3 separate regions of the Mus musculus genome follow, and all the other regions are linked to region 1. The links are chromatin contacts, called in public HiCAR-type and Micro-C maps. All regions are on one chromosome and are shown on one strand. The core of a region is the stretch at or near the end of the contact, and the rest is flanking DNA. Distances in the headings are between cores, read along the strand shown.

Region 1 (4,440 bases), core at 749-3,248:
GCACAGGCTCCCCTGCCCCCAGCCCTGTTCAGCCTTTAGAAGCTGGTGCAAGCTCCGGTTGTCATGAAGCAGGGATATTTTTGCAGGAGTTTGAGGGGTGTGTCGAAGTCTAGGACCTGAAGGATTGGTGTGAGCAGGTGACCATTTGCGACACAAATATACCAGGCTCAGCACTACATCAACAGAACGTGGCTTCATGTGGAATCCAGCCTTGTAGATGGGCTGACCACGGATTCCTCTCGCACCTATTAACGTTGTGTGAGGGCGGCAGTGGGTGCCCTTGAGGGAGGGGCGGCAGAAGGAGCTGTGAGGATATGTGCCCCGCCAGTGTCTTTGTATGTTAGCATGTTCCAAGAGTCTCCCTGTAGCGCCTAGTTTCAGTGTGTCTCTCTGTGTGTGTATGTCTCTGAGTCTCTGCCTCCTTTGGAGTGTCTCGCTCTTCTTAGCGGGGAGGGGATTGGTCACGCATGACTCATCTTGAACGGAGCGGGGCTCCAGCGGCAGGGCGGTCGTCGCCGCAGCTGGAAGGGGAGGAGGACAACGAGGAGGGAGAACAGGAGGAGGAAGAGGAGGAGGAGGAAGAGGAGGAGGAGGCGGCAGCCGCAGAAGCAGCTGCAGGGACCTCTCCAAGTTTGTCGGGACCTTCTTCAGAGGCAGTGGTGCTGGCAGCCAGGGAGGCCAGGACTGCGCTCAGGCCGGGGGCGGGGAGCTGGGGCTGGGCCCGGGGCGGCGGGGCCGGAGCCTCGGTTCTCCAGCTCTCCCAGCAGCCTCTGCCCCCAGGACGCCCGAGGCCCCACTCTGCGCCTCTCTTCGCACTGCGCGCCCACCGAGCCCTCCCGCTCCCGGGCCCATGTACTGGAAGCATGAGAGCGCCGCCCCGGCGCTGCCCGAGGGCTGCCGGTTGCCGGCGGAGGGCGGCCCCACCACCGACCAGGTGAGCAAGCAGGCGAGTGGGTGAGCGTCGGGGATCCTGGGGCCAGCGGGAGCCGGGATTCAACCGGGCCGGGTCGGGTGGCGGGCGGCAGCAGGAAGGAGGGGTGCTGAGTGAGCCCGGGAGAGTGTGTCTGCAAGTGTGTGAGCGTGCGAGCGGGCAGGCGGGGGTGGGGGGTCGCGGAAAGCGGGAACACATTATGCAAATGTTGGAGGAATTTCTCAAAAAGCGATTTAGCAAAGACATAGGCGAATCAAGAGGAGGCGAGGCCAGTATTGTCCGTCTGAATAGACGCTGATAGCGCCGATGCGCCAGAGGTTGTGCCGGCGCAACGCTGAGGATCTCGATGAGGGGCCGGTCCCGGGAGCTCCAAGAGTCTGGAGGGTTCTCTTTCCTCCTCCAAGAGGCCTCTCTTTTCTCTTTTTGGCCTCATTTCACTCGCCGATCTCGCCCTCTTTGGCTTGGGGCTTCCCTTGAACTGGCCCTCCAAAGGCGTTTGAATCGGTGTCAATATCCCCGCTTCAATTTCCCGGCGCGCGTCGAGCGGGCGGATGCTCCTAGCGCTCTGGGTTTTATTTTCTCAACCACCACCACCACTACCACCACCACCACCCCCATCTCCTTTTTATTTTCTTTCTTTCTCTCTTTTCTCCTTTTTGCATTTTGTACCGAGAGTAGGAGAAGGGAGGGGGCGGAGGGAGAAAAAAATTCGATTTTTAATTACTACCATTAAAAAATCAAATTTGCAATTCTTTGGGCGGCCTGATGGATCTCACTGATTGACAGTTGGAATTGACACTCTGGCTACCTCTTATCTTGGGCATTCACGACAATTTCTAATTGCAGGTAGTTTGTGTGTGTGCGCGTGTTTTTTTTCCCCCTCAGAGGCTTGGATTGCAAAGGAACTAAGCGATTACTTCAAGAGCCACGGGTTAAGTGCAGGGAGAGGGGGAGAGAGAGGGAAAAAAACCCAATCCAAATTCAAATTGCTTCATTAGAGAGACACCGCTTTTGTGGGGAAGGGCTTTAAATGCCCACTACAAAGTTAGGACTCATTGTTCAGCGCCGGTTTATATAACAGGCGAGGGGAGGCGCTGGGCTCTGACAGCTCCGAGCCAGTTCAGCAGCCGCCGTCGCCTGCATTCCCTCCCCCTCCCCCAGGTGATGGCCCAGCCAGGGTCCGGCTGCAAAGCGACCACCCGCTGTCTCGAAGGGACCGCTCCGCCTGCCATGGTGAGTCCTTTCGGTCCTGCTTTCGGCCCCGAGTCCCCCCAACAGCACAGGCCAGGGCTTCTGGCTCAGCCTTCCGGCTACCAACCTCTACCCCTGCGCTGGAAAACTGCCGATAGGAGCCGCCTCTCGTTGAGCCTTGGTTTTTCTGGCCTGGAATGTGAGCTTTGGCTGCTTCCTGCACCCAGGATGCGCTGTGTTAAAAGTTGGGGGCCGTCCCTTCTTCTCCAATAGGTCCTTTCATTCTTGTACTCCAGCCTAGGGCGCGACATCCCTGGCACATTTCGGTGTCAGTCGGTGCGCGAGGAAACCAGATTCAACTCTGAGTACTCGGCTAAGCGCTTCGCTGTTCCTCTCTCCCATTTCAGGCTCAGTCAGACGCAGAGGCCTTGGCAGGCGCTCTGGACAAGGACGAAGGTAGAGCCTCCCCATGTACGCCCAGCACACCGTCTGTCTGCTCGCCGCCCTCTGCTGCCTCTTCCGTGCCGTCTGCCGGCAAGAATATCTGCTCCAGTTGCGGTCTGGAGATCCTGGACCGGTATCTGCTCAAGGTGAGTCAGGGTAGGTGTGCCTGCTTGCCCACGGGTGTGGTTTGCAGCCCCAAGAGCTGTAGGGAAGCAATGACCTTGCCAGGTCCATTTTCCTCGGCCTCCCAATCCAACCGCTAACCGATCGCGCAGCTTTGGGCAAGTGTTCCCAAACAGGAGGTCTCCTTTTGCCCCGGTTCCAACAAGAGAATGCAAGGCTGTATCTCAATTTCCTTGAGCCTCTCTGTATTATAGAAGAAAAGTAGGGAAGCCATACGCCCCTTCTGAGCTTCAGTGTCTCTCTGTCTCTGCAAATGAGGCTGGGGAGGCTGGGGGCGGGCGTGAAAGAGGCCCGCGCCAAGCCGACCCCCACCTCTGCCCCCTCCCCAGGTCAACAACCTCATCTGGCACGTGCGGTGCCTCGAGTGCTCCGTGTGTCGCACATCGCTGAGGCAGCAGAATAGCTGCTACATCAAGAACAAGGAGATCTACTGCAAGATGGACTACTTCAGGTAGGCAGCGGCCATCCCGCCAGCAAGCGCTGGAGCATGAACGCCTTGCACACGCGTGCCTAGGCCACTTGTGTGGCCTGTGCTCTCCAATTCCTGAGCCCTGCTGTTCAGAGTGCACAACGCGGCTCAGCGCACTGGCCCGGCCCTCCTACTCAGCACGTCTTACACAGAAGGGAGCGCCAGTCTCAGCCTGAGTTCTGGCGGGGGATCTGCCTCGGGTTCCTCCGATCTGACAGGCGCTGGCCACGGGTCTGGTTCCATCTCTGGTCTTTTCTGGCCCCGAGCACCAGTGTGTTCTGTTGAGCTCTGATGTCCGAGGCTCTGGCCCGGATCATTCGGATCCCGGTAACCATCCCGTTCCATCTCTAGTAAGCTCAGCTCTGGTTCCAACTTGAGCTCCAGTTGTGCCGTACGTAGCCTGTCCTGGGAGGGATCCTGAACTAGGCTCGGGACTCTCCTTCTAGCTTCGCTCTGCTTTCAATTTTGGGCTCAGATCTGCTCCAGCCCCAAGTGCCAACGCCACATCTGACTCCAGCCCTAGCTCAGATCCTAGTGCTTAGTCCTAAGCACCAACATCGATCAATGCCTTCGCCTCGACTCTTGCGGTGGTCGCTGTTTAAATCTGGAGTCACGCCTTGACCCCAGGCTCCCGTTCCTTCCACTGCTGGGACACCGTTTCTGCCCAGGCTTCAGCTCTGCCTAGGTCTAGGTTCTAACTTTGGGCCTCCAGGACTGGCTCTCGGAGAGTCGTGTTGCATTTCACTCACTGGGCTGTATATACTCTGCGCCGCGGTGCATAAATTGTAAATCCTGTTCACCGTAGCTCACAAGCTATCTTCCCTGGTTTCATGGTTCTGCCTGTCCCTAGCCGCTCAATATCTTGCAGGAGCCTAGCTTCTAGCCACGCAGCAGACGCCTGCTGACCCGGTCATGGGGTCTAGGTCAAGGCAGTGCCTAGGGGCCTCTGTGAATGATCTGCCAGACCTAGGCAGGAAGCCGAGAGTCTGCAGGAGAATGGTGTAGAATTGGTTCTTCAGAGAAAGAAGCAATGCCTTCTTCTAAATGCTTTCTCCGGAAGTGGAGAAAGTTACCCTGTGGTATACATTTCTACACACACACACACACACACACACACACACACACACACACACACACACACACTTCTTGGAGAGAAGTTGTGACTCAGTCTTCCGGAGAAGACCTCAGCCCCAGAAAACTTTTGAGTCAGGGAATGTGTGTG
Region 2 (4,440 bases), core at 973-3,472, 2.5 Mb after region 1:
AGCAGTGGTTGCAGAGACACACTATGGCCAGCAGAGGGCGGAGTGCACCCGGTTGGGCCGCTGCTTCTGCGAGCGGTTCGGTGCCTCCCGGCTCTGCACGCCCCAGCCTTTACCCGCTCGGCTTCTTCCCGCAGTAACGCGCCAGGGCCCAGATACCCAGAGAAGGCGGTCCAGATCCAGGCCCAGGCCTCTGCCCAACCTCAGGGCTCAAGGCCTTAGATTTTTCACACTGGGTAAAAACAAGGACGAAGGGTGGGTGAAGAAAACTCTACATCCACATACCCATGCTCCTGGATACACAAAGGCGCCGAGAAATACACAGAACACAAAGCCACAAACACAAAAACCCCTGGGCGACACAGAACAATTCAGGAGCTCCGGGGCAAACAGAAACACAAAGGTAACTCAGAGACACACTTATAGAGAAAAATCTACCAGATTCGCTAAAGGGGCCGAGGCGCATACAAAGGCGTAGACATCTTCACTATCTACACCTTCACGAGGACACACACAAAGACGTGTAAAAAACATGACATAGAAGCACGAGAGACGTGTACCGAAAACACACACACTCATTGCCTGGAAAGACGTAAGGACACACAAACACAAAATGTATGTGCACAGGAATACGGGTGCACACGTTCTCAATAGCTTCCGCGAGGCGGGAGCGCGGACACACACAGACACACTCCGATACCCACCGACACACACGCAGGTACTGGGGTGGGGCGGTGACCGCTAATCCTCCACAAAGCCGGGCCCCTCCGGGGGGCCCCCCCAGCACAGGGGGCCACTTCTGACCAAGCCTCCCTCAGGCTCCAAATCTGATCCGCCCTCTCGCCTCTAGCGGGGTCAGGGGACCCGCCCTCCGAGCCCTCCATCCCCTCCCGGCTTCGCGCCGCTGCTCCACAGCCGGAGGGGCCAGGGCCGCCCAGCAGCAGCTCGCAGGGGCTGTTAACTCCTGCCCTGGGACCGCACCATCCCTCCTGCTATTCCAGGACGAAACCCGCGCGGGAGTGGTGGGGCCGAAGGTACCCTGTTTCCCGATGCGACGTCTTCTAGTTTTCTCGCGGATGTCTGGCCGGATGCACCCAGGAGTCTCCAGCTGCGTGCCGCTGGCCTTGCGTTGCCCGCTGTCGAGGCCCACTTTGCCAAGGGTGGCCAGCGCTCAGTCTCTAACCCTGGCCAGGTCCCTTAGCCACAATGAAAGGGCACCGATTTCAGAGGTCACACAGATTTCCTTAGAACGACTGTACCCATGCCGTTCCAGGCCTCCACCCCTAGATCTTGAGGACACCACTTCTTACCTGCCCCTCATACTCCAAGCCTTGGGAGGCCCAGCCTTCGCCCACTGACCCCGGCCGGGAACAAGATATCTTTCCGAGCCCTGTTGACCCTCTTAACACTCTCTTGGTCTCAACCCGGGCCTGACCGTCCTCTTTCACCCAAGATCTCCCATTCTGGCTATGAGAGCCCCCTCAACTCATTCCCCCGCCCTATTTCTGCCAGGCCTGGGCTTTTTGGGACTACTTACTCAAACTACAGCCCTTACACCCCCTCCCCAGGTCAGGGTTCCCTTTGGCGAGTCCGGGGCCAGCGGTTCTTGCTTACATTTGATGTTCCCCATCCCTCGACCCTAGGAGCCCTCTCAGCACACCAGGCTGTCCGGTGCAGGCCCCGCCTCCCGAGGGGACACCAACTCAGACCCTGCGACCTACCTTAGACTACGAGTCCGGGTTTGGGCCAGCCGCTCCCGCCTGGCGCTGTCCCCTGGAGAAGTCGCTGCGTTCCCCGCCGTCCTCACAGTCTGGCCTCGCTTGGGGCCACTCCTCTGAGCGCTGGAGCTTAAAAAAAAAACAACAAAAATATTAATAATAAAAAAGGCAAGAAAGAAAAAAAAGAAAGCCTGATTTCCCCAACTCCCAAATCAATTTTTCAAGAGGGGTGGGGCACAGGATTTGTTTCGATGGCTAACCAAACTTCTGCCAATGGTGGACAGGATGGTCGCCTGGATTCAGGGCGCGGCACGGGGTGCAGGACGGGGGCTAAGGGAGCCCTCCCGCAGGGAGGGGGGGAGGCGACGGCACTATTTGACGTGGAGCAGCCGGCTCATCCCGGCGCAGTGATACGAGGCGCACCAATGAGTTCAAATGTCAGGAAGTTTGAGGAGGGGTGAGGCGGCTCGGGGCCGGAGTATCCCTCCGCCGCCAGCCCCAGCTCTAAACCGAGCGGCTCCTCGGGCGCACCATGGCACTGGAGTAGTGCGGGGAGCGCGCCTGGAGCCCCGCGGCCTGCTGCGCCCCGCCCGGGACCCTGCTGCGACGCCCGCGCCCCCCCAGCCCGCGGGGCCGCCCCTGCACCCCCGCCCCCTCCCCCGCCCGCCGCCGCCGCCGCCGCCTCCTCCTACTCCTCCGGGCGGCTCCGCGTGCCGCCCGCTGCTGCAGCCGGGACCCGGGGCTGACAAGCAGGTGACAGGCGAGCAGCGAGTGCGCGTGGCTGCGAGTAGCCGGTAGAGAGCGGCGCGCGGGGCTGCCAGCCGCCCGGGCCCTCCCGCACGACGCCGGGGCCCGGGGCCAGCGCGCCGCCGCTCCACGCTCGCCCCGGGGCAGCGGGCGGCCCCGACCCCGCGGGCGCCGCGCCTCCCCGGCTGCAGCGGAGCGGGCGGACGGGCCGGAGGGTGAGCGGCCCAGCCGGCGGGGTCCGCAGCGCGCCGGGCGTCCCATGGATATAGCAACAGGTCCCGAGTCGCTGGAGAGGTGCTTCCCTCGCGGGCAGACGGACTGCGCCAAGATGTTGGACGGCATCAAGATGTTGGACGGCATCAAGATGGAGGAGCACGCCCTTCGCCCCGGGCCCGCCACCCTGGGGGTGCTGCTGGGTGAGTGCTGGGTCGCAACGCTCGAATAGTGCGGGTCAGGGGGTAGGGTTGTCCGTCGTGCCGCTGTGGATACCGGCGTGAGGGGCAAAGAATAAAGAAAATAGGTTTTCAGGACGTGGGGAGGGGGTCCGGACCCCTGGAATGACCACCGGAGGGGTAACAAGCACACCGAGACAGAGCTCCCTGAGGGGAAAACGTTCAGGGACGTCACCTAGACAGAGGACTGAACAGCCTCAGCCGTCACTCACACCGTCCTCTCCGGGTCTGGGTTCTAGTGCTGCTACACTGGACTGAGCTGGGGTGGGAAGCGGGTGGCAGGGATGCTGGAGAACCAAGTTGTCTCCTTAGAGCCCGGGAGAGAGGCCAGGTCACCTGGGGAAGGGGAGCTTTTAGAAGAGAAAACTATCCCCGGGTCTATCCCAACCGCGGTTCTTGGGGTAGAAGGTTCCAACAGCATCGTGGGGCGTGTCAGCCAGCGAGTGTCCTGGCCTCACCTCGCTGGTTGGGTTCCAGCCGGCCACCCCGCGCGGAGCTCCTTCTCGTTGGTAATAACACCATCCGCTGGATCTCCGCGAGCGGGGAGAGCGCAGCGCCCAGCCAAGGCTGCAGGCCCTCGGCCTCACGGCGCCCCAGCTTACGGAAAGGAGCGTGCTGTCTAGGGCTGCCGGGTCTCTGGCTCGCCGGCTGGGGTCCTCAGGCGACGGGAGGCGCTCCGGGGCTGGGCCAAGCGGCGCTGACGGCCCGGCTCTCGCCCTGTGCGCTGCAGGCTCCGACTGCCCGCATCCCGCCGTCTGCGAGGGCTGCCAGCGGCCCATCTCCGACCGCTTCCTGATGCGAGTCAACGAGTCGTCCTGGCACGAGGAGTGTTTGCAGTGCGCGGCATGTCAGCAAGCCCTCACCACCAGCTGCTACTTCCGGGATCGGAAACTGTACTGCAAACAAGACTACCAACAGTAAGCGCCTCTCGCCCTCCTCTCTTTCCCCGCCATGGACCAGCACTCCAGCCCGGCCGGTCCCTGCCGGGAAGGGCCCACGCCGCCCTGCGGCCGGCTCTGCGCTCCACTGGGCCCGGCAGCTCCGATGGCTCAAAGGGCTGCGTGTCTCCGGGCTGGGGCGAATCATCTCCTTCCAGCCGACAGTGGTGGGGTGCCCCTAGGTGCCATCTGTTGTCCCGGAAACCTGCGCAGAGTGACTGAATTGGGGTACAAGACAAAGCCCGGGGCGGACTGGTCGGTCGATACGATGTTTGTCCTGGGAGAGGGCTTGGCCCCTCTAAAGCCTGAAGTGGGGACAAGAATATATTTTCCAAGAAAGGCATTGCTTTAGAGAGCCAAGCCTGACTGTGTTTCCCCAGTTCAAGAGCGTCTGGGGTTCCTGGAGCAGGGAGGTGGGTGCTGGACCCTGGCTGCGATGCAGGCGGGAGATCTCCACCCTGGCTGGCTCCTTGCGCCACTTTTCTTCTCTGGTAAAGAGAAATGGGTGTCCTTCTTCCTAAACCGTTCCATACGGGAATTTTGCCCTTACAATTTTTCTTAGCTGGAGAATCAATCTGTCTAGGAAGC
Region 3 (4,440 bases), core at 1,376-3,875, 2.2 Mb before region 1:
TAGGCCTCACCCCCAACCCCAAAGACCCCAAGCTGCTGAACTATTCTAGCTCCCCCTCCAATGTGCTCTCACGTCAGCCAGGCTGCCAGAGTTTGGGGTGTCTTATTTCTGTCTCCTCTGGTTGAGTCAAGAAACTTCAAAAGGGAAAGTAGCATGAAGACCCCACCCACCCAGGCTGACTTTTTAAGCACCCTAAACTCAGAAAGGAGGGTAACATTGGTTTTTCTGTTCCTACACTTCATGATTCTTTCCAAGGGTGCCCCGAATTGCTAATTTAGAAAGTTGTCACCAAATTTTGGTGGGTGCTGGCTTGGAGAAGAAGGGTCTTGGGTGGGGCAACCTGGACTGGGAGTGAAAGCCAAGGAGGTGGAAGGTGTGGGTCCCTGAAGGCCAATGGGCAGGGTCTGGGTAGGATCTACCTGTAGTAGTCTTCTTTGCAGTAGATGCTGCCATCCTTGCTGAAGCAGGTGAGTTCCGACTCCAGGTTGAGCTTGCATTCACAGCACTTGAGGCAGCGCATGTGCCATTGCTTGTCTACTGCCAGCAGGTAGTAGCGGTCAGAGATCTTGCCCCCACAGCCAGCACACAACGCTGCCCGGTCACTGCTGATGGACGGCATGGTCTACAAAAGGAGAAAGACAGAACACTGCCATAAGGGACAGCCTACAGCTATGCTCCCACCAAGAAAACTCTCCCTGAGCTCCTTCCCTGGCCCTGGTTATATCTGAATCCGCCTAGAGGACGGTCTAACTGGGCAGCCCATTTTCTCCATCTACCAGGCCCAAGCTGCACAGCTCAGCTCCAGGCAACCACCGAGCCAAGCCGCTGCAGCAACACTTTACAGTTCTAAGTTGTTCTCAGGCCTTAGGTCTCCCTATTCCTGCCCTCGTGCCCTTGCCCCAGGATATCCTCACAGCGGTTAAGTATTGGGACAGAGGGGTCTCTTCCCCCAAGCTCTCCAAGGGAATTCCTCAAAGTGTTTATTAAAGGTGCTGGGCCTCAGAAAAGAACCAAGACAGTAAAGTAAGGTGAGTATTAAAAGTCTTCCTCCACCGGTACTCCTCTTCAGAGGCAGCAGGGTTCCTGGCCCCAAGCCTCAGTAGCCTCTTGATCCTTAGACCAAAGGTTCAGCCCAGGGCAAGTCCAGCAACTTCTGGTTCCCGCTTGGGTCTTGCGAGTAGGTTAAGTGGGATACAGGGCGACCTTCCAGGAGGGTGCAAGGCAGGCCCATGTGAAATTTTTTTCCTAATAAAACTGAGCAGCGGAGGTTTATCCGGAAAGAAAGGCTTAGGGGAAACCCGGAGGTCACGGAGCTGTGGCTCTAGAAGGGAGAAACTCGGGCCAGGCTTCCCACCTCCTCGGTCTCTAAAGGTCACTGCAGCCGCTGCTTAGGCAGCGTCTGCTAGTCTGGCCCCGGGGGAGGCTATTTGGGGCCGGGACAGCAGAGCCAGGTACAGAGAACCTAATGGAGTCTCCTTCCGCAGAAGCCAGGCCGGTGACTGAACTCCGAACCATTGCCTGGCCAAATCTAGCCAGTTAGGAACACGGGTCACGATCAACGGAAAGTGCTGGCCCAGATGTCGCAGGGCCCTGAAACTGAGCTAAGGAGAGAATCCCAGACTGCCAGAAGACTGAAAGCGATTCAAACCAGCTAGGGCTTCCACCGGTTCTCCCTTTTCCCGAGGCGTCGGCGCCAGCACCAGGAGCAAAGTAGTGGAGAGTCAGGTCTGTGGACCGGAGCGCCTCCGGGAGCGGAGAGAAGAGAGTGGCCTCCACTTCCACTCCCCTTCCACTTCTAGAACAACGTTCTCCTCCACCCTCGCAGTCCAGATCTGGGTTTCAACCTTGACTCCCTCCTCCTCTCTAGCAGCTGAGTTTCCCCTGAGTCTGGTGCCCCGGGCCTTGCACCCTGTCCGAGGATTCCCCAGCCTTGGTCCCGTGCGTCTCGGAGGACTCTACCTAAAGTTCGGGGAACAGAGGCGCTGGCTGGCCCCGCCAGGTCCCAGCTCTCAGCCCCAACTCCACAGCCGCGCGCCTACCGTCTCCGTGTCGCCGCGGTCGATGGCGGAGCTGATGGCCGGAGCCTCGCTCTTGGCCCTGCGGTCCATCTCGTCGATGACCCCGTGCACCTCGGGGCCCGACAGACTGTGGAACAGCATCGCGGCGGGACCGGGGATGCGGCTGCCCCGAGGAAGGGCTTGCCCCCCGCCTCAGCTGCCTGGCGCTCCCGGCGTTAACCGGCCCAGTGCATCGCCACCGCGGCCCCGGCCCCGCCCGAGCTCGGCTGCGCCCCCAGGCTGGGCTCCGGGCCGCGGGCGCCTGCGGGCCAGGACGCCTCCCGCCGAGGCGTGGGGGCAGCTACATCGCGGGGCGCCTGGACGGCGGCGCCGAAGCCAGGGTCACAAGGGCAGGGGGTGAGGTGGGGGCGGGAGACCAGGGCAGAGGTCGGCGCCCGCTGTGGGCGCTTTCACGCCGCAGGCATCGCTAGCTGGGTTCTGGCGCCCAGGGCGCAAATCAGGGGCGCAAACTCTGCCCCAGGCGGCGGTGGCTGCAGTCGGGGTTCACCCAGGAACAGCTAGGTGCCCGCGGCGGCCCAGATGCCTGCACGTCTCTTCCCCCCGGGGTGTGTTCCCAACCAAAGGCGAACTGGAGTAGGGGGTCTCCGCGAAGCCTGCGAGCTGAGCCGAGCCACTGGGAGAATTGAAGAGGAGGAGGAGGAAGAGGAGGAGGAGGCGGCGGCGGAGGAGGTGGAGGAGGAGGAAAAAGGAGGAGGAGCAGAGTGGGAGGAGGAGCCGACGGCCGCGGGCCCAGCCGCGCGCAACGCTACCCAAGCGCGCGCCGAGCTCAGCCTCGGCTCTGCAGTCCGCGCCAGCGCAAGCCTCCGCGCCTTTTCTACAGCCGCGCCTGACATCACGTCCTGCCGCCGTGCCATTGGCCGCCCGCCGCCCCAGGCCTTGGCAGCGCGTGCTCCGGGAAGGCGGGAGACCCAAAGGGAGGGGAAAGGCTAGAGGAGGAGAGGAGCGGAGAGAGGAGGTGGTGGGAGCTGGTGGGCGAGGCTGGAGGAGGAGGCGCAAGGGAGGGAGAAGGGAGAGCGCGGGGTTTGGAGTTTTCTAGGCTGCGAACAGTTTCCTGTGTTTCTTCAGGAAGAAAAATTAAACCTTTCCTGGAGTCTCTGTCCTAAAAAAGCGCTGCCAAAGGATGCTTGAGGAAGTCTCCATTCTCCCCCTTGGCCTCTGGAACCTGGGGTTGAGGAGGGGCAGAGAAGACAGACCAGGAGTACTGTTTCAAGAGCCTTCGGCTGCTTCCCGCCCATCTGGGCTTCGGTCTGGGGCGCTACTCTCTGCGCTGCGTTTAGCAGCGCAGCCCTCCCGGGGACCAGGCGCAAGTGCCACCAGAGCAATGACTCCCAAGGGTAGCGGGCCGGCCAGCATATCCTCTCTTCAAGTGAGCTAGGGACTATACTGCCAGGCGTGTAGCTCCTGGATTTCTCCAAAGCTCTGCAGTCTGGAGGCATGTCTTTAGGAACTCAGAAAAAGAAACAAGGAGTCCATAGCTCTCTCCCATGTACGTGCAGTGTGATCCGGAGACAGTGACTCAACCTCCTTTACAATGTTTGACTTTCTCAAAGGGAAACAAGAAGGCCCCCTCCTTTTAGGTGTTTGGGTGTGATGAAAGAAATGAGTGGAAAATATATAGAGCATAGTAGGCACTCAGCGAATTTCTTAATCGCTCCCTCTTTTTCTTTTCCTATTTGGATCTTCTCACTCCGGGATATACTTGGCAGTTCTTAAAGACCAGAGGCCTATTCTCTTCCTTCCTATGGGGTACTCCATCCCACTAGCTCTCCCACTCTGGACCCACCCTGCCACCTGGTTGCACAAGAACTAACAATAACATGGCCTGCCCAGCAAATCCCAACTGCCAGCCCTGAGTCTCGTGGCTGAACCCGGGGCAATGGCTAGGTGTCTGGTGGAACAGGAAGGGATTCGGGAAGAAGAAAAAAAGAAAAGAAAATGTGATTTGGGGTGAAAAAGAAAAAGGGCAAGACAGTTACTGAAACTCCTTTCTAGGTCCGTTTTACAAGTTGCTTTCTTTCCATGTGATAGTGGGGAGAAATGAAGTCTGAAATGTCTGCTTGCCTGGCACAATTAAAGGGAAGCCAGGACCTCTGTAGTTTATCTCACAGGACACACAGTTGAGGCAGCATGAAGTCATACTTTTTACATAGTGTACATAACTTTTGCTCACAAGTAGGTGTTGCACTGGTGTTGCCTAAGCTCGTGCCCATGTGTGAAAATGTTCATGCTCGTCTCTTTTTGGCAAAAATACAGCCAGCACGAATTTTATCTTTGTTAATAACCAGCACAACAGTACAGGAGGTATACAGGTGGGCATCATACGGAGGAGGCATCTGAACATCCAGGACTAACACTTGTGTGC

The links. A called contact is a pair of places that touch in the nucleus more often than the background predicts. HiCAR-type assays count read pairs that join an accessible place to other places.
Region 2: a contact with region 1 is called in a HiCAR-type map of embryonic stem cells, with 9 times the contacts expected there. The contact joins the promoter of Lmx1b here to the promoter of Lhx6 in region 1. A contact is called at or near these places in 1 of 39 promoter capture datasets (embryonic stem cells), 7 of 484 Hi-C or Micro-C datasets (embryonic stem cells and epiblasts) and 3 of 115 datasets of contacts at active chromatin or transcription factors (all in embryonic stem cells).
Region 3: a Micro-C map of embryonic stem cells shows a contact between it and region 1, with 12 times the contacts expected there. The contact joins the promoter of Lhx2 here to the promoter of Lhx6 in region 1. A contact is called at or near these places in 4 of 39 promoter capture datasets (cranial neural crest, embryonic stem cells, frontonasal cranial neural crest and 1 more), 27 of 484 Hi-C or Micro-C datasets (LSK cells, cerebellum, differentiating embryonic stem cells and 6 more), 8 of 115 datasets of contacts at active chromatin or transcription factors (embryonic hindbrain, embryonic stem cells and stem cell-derived neural progenitor cells) and 1 of 9 other capture datasets (embryonic stem cells).

What each region holds. Positions count from the first base shown.
Region 1 is chr2:36,101,618-36,106,057 of GRCm38.p6, reverse strand. Lhx6 (LIM homeobox protein 6) reads left to right here and starts at 1,998. Exons shown (of 9, transcript NM_001083126.1): 1 at 1,998-2,164; 2 at 2,530-2,712; 3 at 3,079-3,200. The coding sequence starts at 2,096.
Region 2 is chr2:33,638,880-33,643,319 of GRCm38.p6, reverse strand. It overlaps Lmx1b (LIM homeobox transcription factor 1 beta), which reads left to right and starts at 2,222. Exons shown (of 8, transcript NM_010725.3): 1 at 2,222-2,878; 2 at 3,645-3,831. The coding sequence starts at 2,722. Gm39790 (a long non-coding RNA gene) reads right to left here and starts at 3,659. Exons shown (of 3, transcript XR_866136.3): 1 at 3,373-3,659; 2 at 3,090-3,250; 3 at 2,849-2,941. It overlaps C130021I20Rik (Riken cDNA C130021I20 gene), which reads right to left and starts at 2,127. Exons shown (of 3, transcript NR_046275.1): 1 at 1,976-2,127; 2 at 1,719-1,844; 3 at 1-1,193.
Region 3 is chr2:38,349,493-38,353,932 of GRCm38.p6, reverse strand. Lhx2 (LIM homeobox protein 2) reads right to left here and starts at 2,625. Exons shown (of 5, transcript NM_010710.4): 1 at 2,040-2,625; 2 at 420-622. The coding sequence starts at 2,159. Gm27197 (a long non-coding RNA gene) reads left to right here and starts at 3,193. Exons shown (of 2, transcript XR_374289.3): 1 at 3,193-4,440.